Linked DNA regions of Anser cygnoides: region 2 is linked to region 1. The links are chromatin contacts, called in public Hi-C maps. All regions are on one chromosome and are shown on one strand. Each heading gives the region's core, a stretch centred on a gene start, on an enhancer-like site or on the middle of the called end of the contact. The rest is flanking DNA. Distances are from core to core; before and after follow the strand shown. Region 1 holds the start of LOC106048249 (olfactory receptor-like protein COR4). Region 2 holds the start of MYRF (myelin regulatory factor).

Evidence for each region. Hi-C and Micro-C count contacts between places; a contact is called where the count stands out from the background.
Region 2: a contact with region 1 is called in a Hi-C map of liver, with 1.8 times the contacts expected there. The contact joins the promoter of MYRF here to the promoter of LOC106048249 in region 1. A contact is called at or near these places in 2 of 7 Hi-C or Micro-C datasets (both in liver).

The regions. Positions count from the first base shown.
Region 1 is chr5:36,265,325-36,272,006 of Taihu_goose_T2T_genome, reverse strand. LOC106048249 (olfactory receptor-like protein COR4) reads right to left here and starts at 2,764. Exons shown (of 1, transcript XM_066998881.1): 1 at 963-2,764. The coding sequence starts at 2,041. The coding sequence ends at 1,100. It overlaps TCIRG1 (T cell immune regulator 1, ATPase H+ transporting V0 subunit a3), which reads right to left. Exons shown (of 20, transcript XM_048053089.2): 20 at 6,505-6,682. The coding sequence ends at 6,672. TBX10 (T-box transcription factor 10) reads left to right here and starts at 5,100. Exons shown (of 6, transcript XM_048053128.2): 1 at 5,100-5,272; 2 at 5,344-5,445; 3 at 5,517-5,688; 4 at 5,784-5,939; 5 at 6,020-6,087; 6 at 6,169-6,442. The coding sequence starts at 5,100. The coding sequence ends at 6,442.
Region 2 is chr5:36,406,479-36,413,160 of Taihu_goose_T2T_genome, reverse strand. It overlaps MYRF (myelin regulatory factor), which reads left to right and starts at 3,132. Exons shown (of 26, transcript XM_066998806.1): 1 at 3,132-3,347. The coding sequence starts at 3,302.

The DNA of each region.
Region 1 (6,682 bases), core at 1,515-4,014:
GTGCCCCCCTCGGCAGGGCGGCTGCAGAGCTGATAAGCCAGGAATGGGAGAGCGAACCCTGAGAGGGAGACACCCAGCGTGCTCCGAGAGTGTGTTTGCTCCAGAGTGATGGGAAAGACAACGATGGGCTGGATTAAAGAGTAACCAGGAGTTATCAAGATTCTCAGGAAACAAAGGAGGACTCAGACCTGCTGCCTAACATGTCCCTGAATGCATAGGTCTGGGCTAGCCGTGTGTCAACAGATCGTCAGGTCACCGCCATCCAGATTTGATTTAATCCAGATAAGCAGCCTCTGCCCTGCCGCACCGCCAACCCAAACTATTGCATGGCCCTAGGGTATCACCAGAGCTCCAGGCGTCACCACAGTCCTTACAGATGGTATGGTATGGCTGAGGTGAAACCCAAACTGGAGCATTTGTTTTTTTTTTTTTTTTTTTCATGCACACAGTGAGGCAGCACCGGCTTGTGCATCGTCTGCAGGAAAGCAGCAGGAGAGGCTTCAGGGCAGGCATCAGCACCAGTCCAGGCTGGCATGGGTGCAAAACTTTGGGTGGTTTGGGGCCTGAAGGAGAAGAGCACCATGGTTCCCATGAGCTATTGTGGGCAGGGTACCATGGGGACCATGCCTTGTCTCACTGTCCACGTGAAGACCAAAGGCAAAGGAGTGGAGCAGTGGGCAGGGGCTGTTTGGTAGCACCTACCCTTGGAGGGAGCCCTTGCTGCAGTACACAAATGCTTTGCATGCGTGCCTTCATTCACAACAGAGGTCACCTGACCACCATACTTAATTTTTTATCTGTTAATCATTGAATGAGATTTGAGTATAAACAAGGAAAAACATTTCCCACGTAGCATACCAGTTAGTTGCTGTCATCTTTCTTTTTCTTGACAAAGGTGTTTCCGTCCTGAGGCCAGCTTTGCTGGCCCTTAACGACTTTACAACACTTCCTTGAAAGAGAGCTAGATTTCCTGGAACAACATGATTCACCTCGTTTGCCCCGATGTGCTGAGCAGAAGGGACAGCCTATGCTGCTCACTGTGAGAAAAACACCTTATTTAACCAAAAAACTGAGCACGTCACTCACATCTTTATTCTGCTTAGCCATACATGTACAACATACAATATCTTTTCATTTTTGTGAGTCTCCTCAAAGCGTCCTTCACCTCCTGGTTCCTCAGGCTGTAGGTCAAGGGGTTCAGCATGGGGGTCACCACGGTGTAGAGCACTGCTGCATGCTTATCATCCCTTGAGCTGGCCTTTAGGTACATAAAGATTGATGTCCCGTAGAAGATGCTCACAACAGTCAGGTGGGAGGCGCAAGTAGAGAAGGCTTTGCACTTGCCCTCGGCTGAGCGGATGCTCAGGATGGTGGAGATGATGGCGATGTAGGAGAGCAGCACAACAAGGCCGCTGGAGACGCCGAATAGAGATGCTAAAATCCTTAGTATAATTTGGTTGAGGGTAGTGTCAGAGGTAGAGAGCGATATCAGAGGGGAAATGTCACAGAAGAAGTGCTCGATGATGCTGGAGCTGCAGAAGGATAAACGCAACATGCCAATGGTCTGCCCCATGCCATTTGTCAGCCCCATGAGGTACGAGCAGGTCACCAGCTGGAAACAGCATTTTGGGGACATGGTGACCGAATACAGCAGGGGATAGCAAATGGCCACGTAGCGGTCATACGCCATCATGGCCAGCAGGAAGCCCTCAGTCACCCCCAAAAGGTCGAAAATGAACACCTGAGCTACACACCCAGCGTAAGTAATGCACTTCTTCTCCGACAGAAAGTCAGCCAGCATCTTGGGGGCGATAGCGGTGGAAGAACAGAGGTCTACAAAAGCCAGATTGCCCAGGAAATAATACATGGGGATGTGGAGCCGCGGGCTGGCCATGATTAACACGAGCATCCCCAGGTTCGCCAGGATGGTGACAATATAGATGAGCAGAAACAGCAGGAAGAGGGCAGTCTGAGCCCCGGGGTCGTCGGCGAGCCCTGTTAGACTGAACGCGGTCACTCGGGTGCAGTTACTTCCTGCCATTAGCTCAACGCACGCTTTCTGCGTGAAGCACGATCGTGATCTCCTTGCTGGCAGTTTCTTCTGCTACAGGCAGGTATCTCCCAGGCAAAAAGCCCTCTCCCCAGTGGGCCCTGTTTGGAGACAAGACCTAAAGGAAGATTTCAGGCACGGATCAATTAGAGACAGCTTGCCGAGAGACATAACGCCGCGTGGGTAACACAAACAGGGTGCTGCAAAACCCAAACTCTGCTTGAGCTGCACAGCACGGCTGGCGCTCACTCTGAGGCCATCCCACTCGAGCTGAAACAGGGACAAATGCAGTGAAAGGCAGAGAAACACAGTGCTCTTACAGTGTGGCACCAATTATTCACCCTTGCTCTCTTAGGCACATGCCACCCACCTGCTTCTTCCTTCTTTGCTGGGATTTCTTCTTAACTGTGAGCCCTGGGGACACAGAGGTTTGTCTTGGCTTCCTGATAGCCTCTTTTAGCTATAATTTTTTTTTTCTGGTTCTCTCTCCTGTTTTTAGAGAAATGGGGATTTTTCTAGAGCAACAGTCAACCCCAAAAGCTGAACAATCCCGCCTTGAAAATACTTTTTGGGGAAAAAAAAAAAAAAAAAACACCCTTTCAACCTGCCCCCTGCCTTAGGGAGTGAGCTCCATGGGTGTTCTTTACAGGAAAGCTTCTGGTCCCCATCCAGCAGCCCTTCGTGGCCAGTGGGCAGAGGAAGCCCCCCGAGCGTGCCCTCCTCTCTCCCATGGAAAGCAAAGGCAAGGCTCAAAGAACAAAAATGAGCATACGATGCTTTGCCCAGCTGAGCCACACCAGCAGTGCCCACAACCTCCCTGTCCCACAGCCATGCACGGACGCTCACAGCGCAGGTGCCCGGCGGTGAGGGACACAAAACCCACACGCGTGTCCTTATCGCTTGCCCTCTCTGAGCTCTTTCCTTCTTGCAAGAGAAAACTGGGTGAGATGGGCGCTGCGAGGCTCACTCACATTTCGGAGGTGTCTCCTTCTGCTTCCCTGGTGAGGATCTCGGGGATGGACACAAAGACATGCCTGCCCGAGGCTCTGCGGGGCAGCTGGGTATCTAACCACCATCAGCGAACGCCCCCACTATCACGTCACCCAGGGATTTGGGGGCCGAGAGCCCCAGGAGAGGGGCAAAGCCCAAAGCAGGTCATTATCCTATCTCTGCGCACCTTGGCTTGGAGAAGCAGTGTACCCAGAGGAGATGGCAAGATCAAGGGGGCTTCGGGCTCTCATTAAAGCAAACCCCAGACCACCACGCGGCCGGCCATGTCCGCTGCTTAAACACCCCAAAGGTCACAACAGCTTCACCAGTGTGCAGATTGACGTTATCACGACAGGGAGCTGGGCACGGGCGACAGAACACTTTTCCACCTATCTTCAGCTCCCTGTATGCACGCCAATAGCTTGCAAATTTAGCTACGAGGAGCCGGTGGGAGATGGTGGTGACCTCGCTAAAGCCGAAGCAAATATCCCCCACTGCTCTCCTTATTGCCCACAGGGCCACCACCTCGACATCCAAGCCACCCGGGTGGGTTGGGTGTGATTTCCCCTCTGTAAGTCCACGTTGGCTCCTCGTTGCCACCTTCTTGTCCTTCCTCTGCCTGCAAAGGGTTTCCAGGATGGTTCCTTCCGTGACCCTGCAGAGGCTGTGCGCAGCCCTTCTACGCTCCGTGATGCTTGGGGTCACGCCTGGCTTCGTGGCGAGGAGAAGCTGTGCCAAGTGGGGTCAGGTTAGGCAAGTACCAGGCCCAGATGTACCACCTTGAGAACCTCGGGCTGTAGGAAGCCCCCTGCGGGGCACCAGTGGGCAAGCACCCAAGTGCCAGCGGAATCTCTGCATTCATGGCCCCAAAATAGGAGGCTTGCAGCCCTGGGAAGGAAGAAGTGAAACTGAATGATGCTGACACCCCGAAGCAGCCACTTTCACAAGCCTTGTGGTTTTTTTAAGCCAACCACCCCATTTTCTGGCATCTGGAGGCCTCTCTCCCAAGGAGCAGCTGCTAAAAGCCAGGTTTGCTGCACGGTGTCCAACCCCCCAGTCCCAAAACCCCCTGCTGATGGTGACTGGAGAGGTTATCTTGGGCAGCCTTTGCTGAAAACCAGGGGAAAGCAGAAAAATCGGCTGCGGGGGCCACGACACCGTGGCTCAGCCGTGCCGAGCCCCTGCCTCTGCTGTCACATCGCCGCTCGCACCTCCTCATCTCCCGCTCGATGCCGGCCCACGGCTGACAGCGGGAGATGGATGGGGCCGAGCCAGCGCCGCAGGGGATGCAGGCGGGGCGGTGATGGATGGGGGGGCTCAGAGAGGTGGTGCCCCCCACACACAGTCTGCTCCGGTCCCGCTCCCCAAAACCCGGTGCTTCTGGGGTGCTGATCCCAAAGGCGGCGTCACCGTCACCCCAGCTGTGTTAGGGGCCCCATGGCATTTGGGGACTCGCCCCCACTCTGTAGCACCGGTCACATCCCCGCACCTGCTCCTTCCCCAGCCCTGGGTACCCCCAGACCCAGCTGAGGGTCCCAAAGCCACCGCTCATCCCTCGTCCATCACCGTCGCATCAAGGCGCGAAGGCAGCGTGGGAGGGGGGGGGCTGTGCTCCCACCGCCCCCGAGGCCCCGCTGCTGCTCCAGCCCCCTCGTCTCCACCCCCGAGCAGGGGGATAAAACCCCCTCGGTGTGCTGGGGGGGCTGCAGTCCGGAGCTGGTGGAGCCGCGGCCGCATCCTGCCCACCCATGACAGGTAAAACCCACCCGTGGCACAGCCGTGCCAGGGTCCCTGCATGGTCCCCGCGACGCTCAGCCAAGGGGTGCACTCGGTCTATTCAGGGTGCCGGCTGCCCCACACGCTGCAGGGCAGGCGCGTGGTCCAAACCACATAATTGTGGGGCGGCGGTGGGGTGGGGGGATGAAGCCATGCCATGCCATGCTGGGGACCCCTCAGCCCTCCCCGTGAAAGAGGCTGGGGGTGCATGGGGTCATTTCCCAAAGAGGGGGTGCAGGAACCACAGCGCCCATCGCCCCCCAACCCCGCAGCCTTCCTGGCCATGCCGGGCGAGGGCCCCCCCTCAGGCGCCATCCCTGGGTGGGCGTGCGAGGGGCCGGGGGCCGGCGGCAAGAACCGGCGCGTGTGCCACGCTGCGGCACGGCTGGAGATGGGCAGCCTCTGGGAGGAGTTCAACCGCCTGGGCACCGAGATGATCGTCACCAAGGCAGGCAGGTAGGTGGTGAGGAAGGGTGCGGGGGGGTCCCAGGGCAGAGGGCGCCCCCACAGCCTTCCCCTCCCCGCAGGAGGATGTTCCCCACCTTCCAGGTGAAGCTGTCGGGGCTGGACCCGTCGGCCGACTACGTCCTGCTGATGGACTTCGTCCCGCTGGATGACAAGAGATACAGGTGGGGATGGGGAGGGCTGGGGGCACGGGGGCCGCGTCCCGGTGGTGCTGAGCCCCCCCCCGGCCCCGCAGGTACGCCTTCCACAGCTCCTCCTGGCTGGTGGCCGGCCGTGCCGACCCGGCGGCCCCCGGCCGCGTCCACTTCCACCCCGACTCGCCCGCCAAGGGGGCCCAGTGGATGCGGCAGATCGTCTCCTTCGACAAGCTCAAGCTCACCAACAACCTCCTGGACGACAACGGCCACGTGAGGACATGCCGGGGGGGGGGGGGGGCACACGGCGGCGGGGGGGTGGCGAGGAAGGGGGATGCCCACCGCCCGTCCCCTGTGTCCCCCCCCAGATCATCCTCAACTCCATGCACCGCTACCAGCCCCGCTTCCACGTGGTGCTGGTGGACCCCCGGCGCGACAGCGAGCGCTTCGCCCATGAGAACTTCAAGTCCTTCAGCTTCCCCGAGACCCAGTTCATGGCGGTGACGGCTTACCAGAACCACCGGGTGAGCTGGGGCCAGGGGCGGGGGGAGGACACAAGGGGGTGCCCCCCACCCCACGCCCCGTGACCCCCCGATCCCCGCAGATCACCCAGCTGAAGATCGCCAGCAACCCCTTCGCCAAGGGCTTTCGGGATGGGGAGCCCGAGCCATGGTAAGACCCTGGGTGCTGCCATGATGCCACGGTGATGGGCTCCGTGCTGCCTGCCCTGAGCCACCCCCATCTCTCTTGCAGGTGTGGGGGCACGCTGCCCCCTCCCCGGGCTGCTGCACAGCAGAAAGGTCGGGGGGCTGGGGGCCGCGCTGCCCCCCCGCTGCTCCCCCACGGCCGTGGGGCGCTGGCAGCCGTGGCCCCCCCTGGCTTCCCCGCACCGCCCTTCCAGCCCCTCGCATACCCCCCCAGCGTCTACGTGGGGGCCAAGCCCCGCGCCGGCCCCTACCCGCCGCCCCCCCTGCGGCCAGCCAGCTTCAGCAGCGCCGCGAGCACCTTCGGCTATGGGCAGCAGTGAGGGGGGACCCCCTGCGCCCCCCCCTTGGACCCTCACCCAAGGAGAGGATGGAGACAGGGAGCTGGGGGGAGCCAGGGGGGCTTTATTCACTGCGGAAGCCTCTGGGTTTGGAACGGAGAGGAGGAGGCCTGGGGGGTGCTGCAGCCGGCCCCCCCCCAGCCCCACGGCTCTGGGGGGTTCCCGGCGATGCTGTGAGCCCCCCAGGTCCACGCAGCACGGAGCGGCTTGGCTACTCCCAGG
Region 2 (6,682 bases), core at 1,883-4,382, 140 kb before region 1:
ACTAGCACAGGCTAAAGTCAGGGCAGGCACAGCTGCACGCACAGGGCGGTTTCGTAAGCCCACTTCCCAAGAGGACACAAAGGAACAAGGCGCGAAGACTGCTGGTGTACGACCGCTTCGACACGGGCGCACCCCATTGCCCCCTGATTTTTTCTGTGGTGAAATTGAGCACCGTCGCTTCTTGTAACTAGAGTGGGCTCTAAACCAGCTTTGAAACTGATATATCGTGAAGGTGCTAAACCAGTGGGTGTGCGCGCGCCGAGTACGTAACACAGGAACTATTAGTGTGAGGGGCCGAATGTTCCAGCACCTCCAGCATCTCCTTTGGCATCTGATGGCACAGCCGCATCAGGGCACCCCCACGTCTGGTGCCCAAGCGCCCTGCTCCGCTGAACCTCACCTCAGCCGGGCTGCTGGTTCTGGCTCCTGGGGGCTCGTGCCTGCTAACCTGGCCCCCGGGACAGTGGCTCAAGGGAAGGTAATAGGAGACCCAGAAGACTTAGGGCTGTGTCTGAGAAGCTTGATGGGGTGCCGGGGTGTGAGGCAGGGTGGGGGGCACTGCTGAATTATTTTTTTCTTTTCAATTGGACTTTGAAATTTAGCGCTGGAGGGAGCAACAGCCACACCTTCCATGAGTAATATCCCTCCACCCCCTCCTTGGCTCGAGCTCCCGACCAACCACATGGCATAGAGAGAGCAGTGTTTACAGAGAGCGTGACCCGGAGGAAATGAGGAAGGGAGTGTGTGTGTGTATCCGAGGGGGAGAGACGGGGAAACAGGAGGACACGGGCTGAGCGGGAGGGAGAGTGGCAGAGGGGAGGCAGCAAGGAAAGCAGCCCCCTGTGATGGGGGCTGGATTTCTATCCCCTGGTGCTGCTTAGTGTGCAACAACAGTAGATCAAATACCTTTAAGTGTTTCTGGGCTCAAAACTCTCCAGTATTTCTTGGGGGTTGCACGATTACGACCCTGACATGCCAGGGTCGGAGCTCGTTGCAGTGAGGGGCCAGGTGCACTGTCCCGTTTCCAGAAGGGACGAGCCTGAGTGCGTGCCTCGGTGCCATCAGGAGCGCGTGCCCAAACTGTCTTTTCCCTTTAGTTAGGTCCAGGAATGAGACAGCAGTACTCCTTGGGACAGAGATCCAAACATGCAGGAAAAAAACGAAGGTGAGAAGGGCGGACAGCCGATACCTTGAGTGGTCCAGACACAGCAAAGATGGGTGCACCAGCCCTGGGGGGAAGTCTGGTCCAAGGGACTGGGCACTGGCTTGGGATCAGGAGACGTGGCTTGTGTTTCATGGGTTGCCAGCTGGGACTTCTGCCTTCGCCGTGAGAAGTGGGAGTAGCGGTTATTAATCACTGACGCCTCTTACTACTAAGATAATGAAGTGTGTGATACCACGGTAATGGCACCACACAGGTAAAACCACGTTGAGTCTGGGATACTCCGGCTGTGCGCAGTGCGCAAATACCTGGCAAGCTTCGTGCTATTGCCCAAAGACACGGAGTTATTTCAGAAATTATTTCTGAGCCATCGGCCTGCTTGTTCTTATGATAACTCTGTGGTGCGGACAATGGAGCCGAGCATTCGTTTATCTTGCTCCCCCCGTAAGTACACCGGGTATTTGTTGGGAGGCAGCTTGCCGAGGCTGGTAGCTGTTCTGCTGAGTCCCAGTCGCTATTGGGATGCTCTCGGAGGGCTCTCCCAGCTCGGCAGTGGGCTGGGAGCGGGCACGACGGCATCTGGCTGCTCTGCTATGCCCCAGCCTGTGGTGTGGCTGCTGAGGGACAGCAGAGAGGTCACCGAGGTCTGCCTGAAGCCGGTCGCCGCACGGGAATTCACTCCTTGGGGTGGAGAATCCCAGGCAGGGAATGGAGCAGGTGATCCAGAGGGTTACGGATCCGAGGCGGATCGGTCTGAGGGTCATTCGCCTTTCAAGTCTTTGGATCATCTTTGGACTGAACTTCAGGGTCTAATGCCGTATCTGGCAGGGACTTGATCTTCTGCCAGCTCAGCCTGTTTACAGGTTCTCTTGCTGGCTTTGGCAGCCACCAGTGAAGTGACCCAGAATAGCCTTGGCCTTCCCCTGTTGTTTTATTGTGCCTGAGCAGCTGAAGCTCCGGCTCCCTCCTGCCACTCCTGTAAATTATTACAGGAGAGAGGTCCGGGTGATGCTTGGGAACTCACAGGGACATGGAAGAGATGCACGCGAGACGTGAGGGATCCTAAAGGGCCTCCTTTGCATACCCTTATTTACGGCAAGGAGCATCTTACCCTGTGTGTAGCTACTTCTTGTGTGCATAGGAGACTGGAGGTGATCTTTAACATGTATGCCTCCCTCCCAGACGTCCTGGCAAGCTCAGGGGCAGGAGAGGAACCCAGTCACTAGTTAGCCCTGGCTGCATTTGGAGCTGGTGGGGTCCTTCGTTAGATCCAGGAGCATTTAATTCTGAGGTCTAATACCTGGTAGGGCCTAGTGCCTGGCCTGGCCCCGAGCAGATGTGGGTCTGGCCGGGCTGGCCCTCGGGCTCCACGGCGAGAATAAACTTCGACACAGAAAATGTTTTGCTTCCTTCCCACGCAGCTTGTGCCCGAAGATGGGGGGATGTGAGTGCGTGTGCCCAGGAACAAGGGCCGTGGGGTAACGGAGAATAACAATTGTCTTAATGGAAAGAGGGAGAGAGAAGAAAAAAGGGCTGTTGAGCTCTTTCTTTCCATCCCTGAAATAATAGACCTATTACTCTCCCCAAACCTCAGCCCCCCTCCCCTCCCCAGAGAAGAATTGGTCACTGCACAGCTGTGGGAGCGAGAAAAATATATTTATATATGTAAGAGAATCTGCCCTTCTGAATTGGTTTGTGGGGACGGACAAAACCGCATTGTGCGCTTTATCTGCCCAGAAGAGAATGGCCCCACAGTCTGCGCCTGGCAGGGGCCCGGCGTTTGGTTAACTGCGCTCGGACAACTGTGACTTCATTTACGCCCCGCGCCCCGGCTCCGCTCGCCGGCCGCCCCCCGGCCGCCGTGGGGCCGCCCCCGGGCTGCGCTGCCCGCCGGGGCCGCCAGGGGGGCGCCGGGCGGCGGGGGCGGAGCGGGGCCGGGGCCGGGGCCGGGGCCGGGGCCGGAGGGAGGGAGGCGGAGCGCGGCGCCGCAGCCCCGAGCCCGAGCCCGGGCCGGCCGGTGGGCAGCGGCGGCCGCGCTGGGCGCCGGCGGCTCCGGGAGCCCTGCGGAGCGCTGCGGAGCGGCCCCGGGGGATGCCCCGCGGCGGACAGTAGCCCGGCCGCCCGGTGCATGGCACAGCTATGGAGGTGGTGGACGAGACGGAGGCTCTGCAGCGCTTCTTTGAAGGTAAGCGGAGCCCCGGGGCAGGTCCGAGCCGCCTGGGCAGCTCCCGGCCCGGCTCGCATCCTCCGGGCCCCGCGGAGCCGCCCCGGGGCTGGCAGCGCTGCGCTCTCCGCCCGCTGCCCCGCGGGGACCGTCCCCGTGCCTCGGGCCGGGCTCCTGGCAGCCACTTCGGCGCAGGGGTCGCGGCTCCTGGCCGCCCCCGGCTCGCCTCGGGGCCGAGTTTCTGCCCACTCGTGTTCCCCACGCACTGCGGCCGCCGGGACGGGCTCCCCGCTGCCAGCTTCAGCGGGGACGTCGCCCGTCTTCGGCACCCGTCGGGGGGGGCTGGCAGAGGACCCCGCAACAGCCGGTGCCTCAACCGGTGTCTGTAGGGCTCTGCTGTCCGCCCGCAGCCCGGACCCCGTCACAGAGCGCAGCCTCCTTCACGTGAGTGCGAACTGGAGGCAGCTTTTACCAAAGCCCGGGGTGGAAAAGTGATTGCTAAGAGAATTTGTCACGCAGGGGTGAGACGTGGTTGCTCGCAGCAGCTGGGGAGTCCGTAGGGCTGAGCCGTGCTGCTGGGGAGGCGCTGGGACCCTCCTGCCCTTTCTTGTCCCTCCCTTGGCTCAGCGCAGCTTCTCCCTGGGCCGGTTTTGTTGGCACGTTCCTCTCTTCCTGGTTGACCCTCGTTGCTTCTCTTCCCCGCTCACTGTCTTTGTTTCTGTCTTTCTGGTGCTGCGCCCCACGCCGCGTGCCCCTTGTTCTCTGGTGGGCCCGTTCCCAGGAGGACGTTTTGGTTGTGTGGGCCGTGGGCCTGTCGAGGGGCGACAACACACCCGTCCCGGCGAGGCTTCATTGCATCAACAGGTCCCGGTGCTGGTGGCAGCACGGCCTGTGGCTCGGCCCGCGGTCGGCAGAGAGCTGTCTGCATGCATGGGTCAGGTCTGGAGCATGGGACTCCCCCAGGGGTCCTTGTGCTGTGCTTTGGCTGCAGGGGCGCTGGGCAGTGTGCTGCCTGCGCTCGCTCCGCTCCACCGGGGTGGGAGCACCACAGCCCCTTCGTTTTTCTGGCTGGCCAAAGGACTGGACCCGTGGAGGAAGAGGAAGGTGCGCCACAAGCAGAAGATGCTCTCAGGAGAAGCTGGGACTGAGCCGTGGCTCGAGCTGCTTACCTCTGGCTTTCCCCTCTCCTAGTGTCCGTGTCCTCAGTAATGCGTCCCCTCAGAGGCCGAAGCATCCCCTCTTTGTTCCAGCCGTGGTTCTGGGTTCCTGGGAGCGACAGGATTAGCGAGGACGGAAGCCTCGCCACGCGGGTTCTTATCATGTGCTCCCCGCCTGTTTTCTCCTCAGCCTTCAGGGGGCTCGTTTTGTTTTGGGGTTGCCGCTGGGACCAAGCTCCTAACCCTGCCCACCCACCTGCTGTCCTCGGCGCACCGTGCGCCTCCCCAGCACCCCACGCAGCCCTCGCTCAGCACCCCAACATCATCCACAGGCATTAGGCTTCAGCCGTTTGCCTCTTGTTTTTGCTTGTAAAAGTGGAATTTCGTTCTCTCCCAGAGCATCTTTACTTAGGCTGGAGGGCTTCTTTCTTTTTCTGTCCATCTGGCTTTCTTTCCAGGTGCTCTAGGTGACCCTGCTTGAGCAGGAAGGTTGGACGAGATGGCCTCAGGAGGTCCCTGCCAGCCTCAACTATCCTGGGACTCTTCTTCTCTTTCTCTTTCCTTCTTTCTCTTTGTTATATTTGTCTTTCTCTCTTTGATTTTCTCCTTCTTTCTGTCGTTCTAGTTCTCTGTCTTTCTCCTTCTTGAACCAAAAGCATCTTGTCTATGTAAAAACAGAGAGTGAGGAAAACCAGGGCTGAAGGAGACTTCTCCATCTTTGCTATTCGCTTACTCGGTGACTTCCTTTGAAGAACTTCTCTGAGCTTAGGTTTTTCGCAGAGCCCAACGTGGCTCCTTACTTCCTTCGGTCCCTTTGGTGGTGCTGTTAAAGAGCGGCTGTTAACGATACGGTGCTTGAGGGCGAGAAGGGAAACGGAGAAAGTTTGGGCACGAAGGGTTGCTGTTCGGTTGGTGCAGCGAGGTGAAGGAGTGAGACTCTTTCCTCTTGTGCAAGCTTCCAGTAGCGGTGCTCCGAAGGAGTCAGCGGCCAAACTGACCCGGTTATTTGGAAGTGAAAACTGGCCTGAAATGGCCAGTTCTGCAGCGCGGAGTTGGATTTGCCCTGGAATCTCAGTGTGCAGAAGGATTAATAGTTCCTGGATGCGTAATATAACGATGAACAATGGACCTGTTCGAGTTTATTAATTTAGAGGGCTAAATTCGTTAGTGGAACCAGCTTCCTCACTACCCTGTAACTTCTTCAAAGGTGTGTGCTGTTCCCCTTCCTGCAGGGAACACATGTACAAGCTGCAGTTTTCTTTTATAGCAAAATCTTTTTTCTTCTCACAGATCACCTTCTCTCAAGTGGAGATTTCACGCTAAAGGCTCTTCTTCCTGCACACTGAAAGCCTTGGAATAATTAGGGAATTCCCTTTCGTTTGCCTGAAGCTGGTTGCACAATACCTGAGTCTGCTGCAGGCAACCCCACCATATTTAAGAGTAATCCTTTAGTGCTTGAGCAGCGCTCGGTATTTCAAAGTGTCAGACAAGGATTAACTGGTCTCTCGCAGACTTTTGGGGAGTGGGGGCTGTGCTCGCCCGAGGTGCGGCAGAGAGCTGGTGTCTGCCGAGGGCAAATCCTGGCACGTGGCTGTGGCCACGGTGCTGCGGGTCCTGGCTGCAGAGCAGGGCTTGTCTTGGGGGGCAGGCGCACCCGAGATCTGGGGTCCTGGCTCAGGTCTTCTCAGCTGCAAGGGACGGGCCCTGATTTTCATAAAGTGGGCTCTGGGCATCTGCTGGGGCAGGGTATCCTTATTTCCCTGGAGTGTAGTTGTCCGCTCTGTGACAGTGAGATCTGAGACTTGCAAGGAAGGAGAAGTGGAACAATGATGTGAACCGTCTAGGACTTTGCTCTGATGTTGGGAAAGGACTAGGAGGAAGTGTGCGCGGCCTCGGAGGGGGGAGGTGGATGGGACCCAGGTTCATGCCCTCCCGGGGATGAAGATGCTGTGGGTGCCACCGCTGGCAGCGTGGCCTCAGCGTCCTCCAGCTGGGCCTGGGGTCACTGCTGCCCTGGCTTGGTACCGCAGCTGGCAAGGAGAGCTGCGGGCAGGCGGCTGGGACAGCTTCGAGGAGAGAGCGTGGGATGCTGGGGGTTCTGGCAACGGAGGTAAAGGAGCTCAGTTTGGTCTTTCCATAGTATTGGGAGTGTTTATCCAGAGCGCTTGTATTTTGTATCAAAGGAAAAGTAGGGAGTTG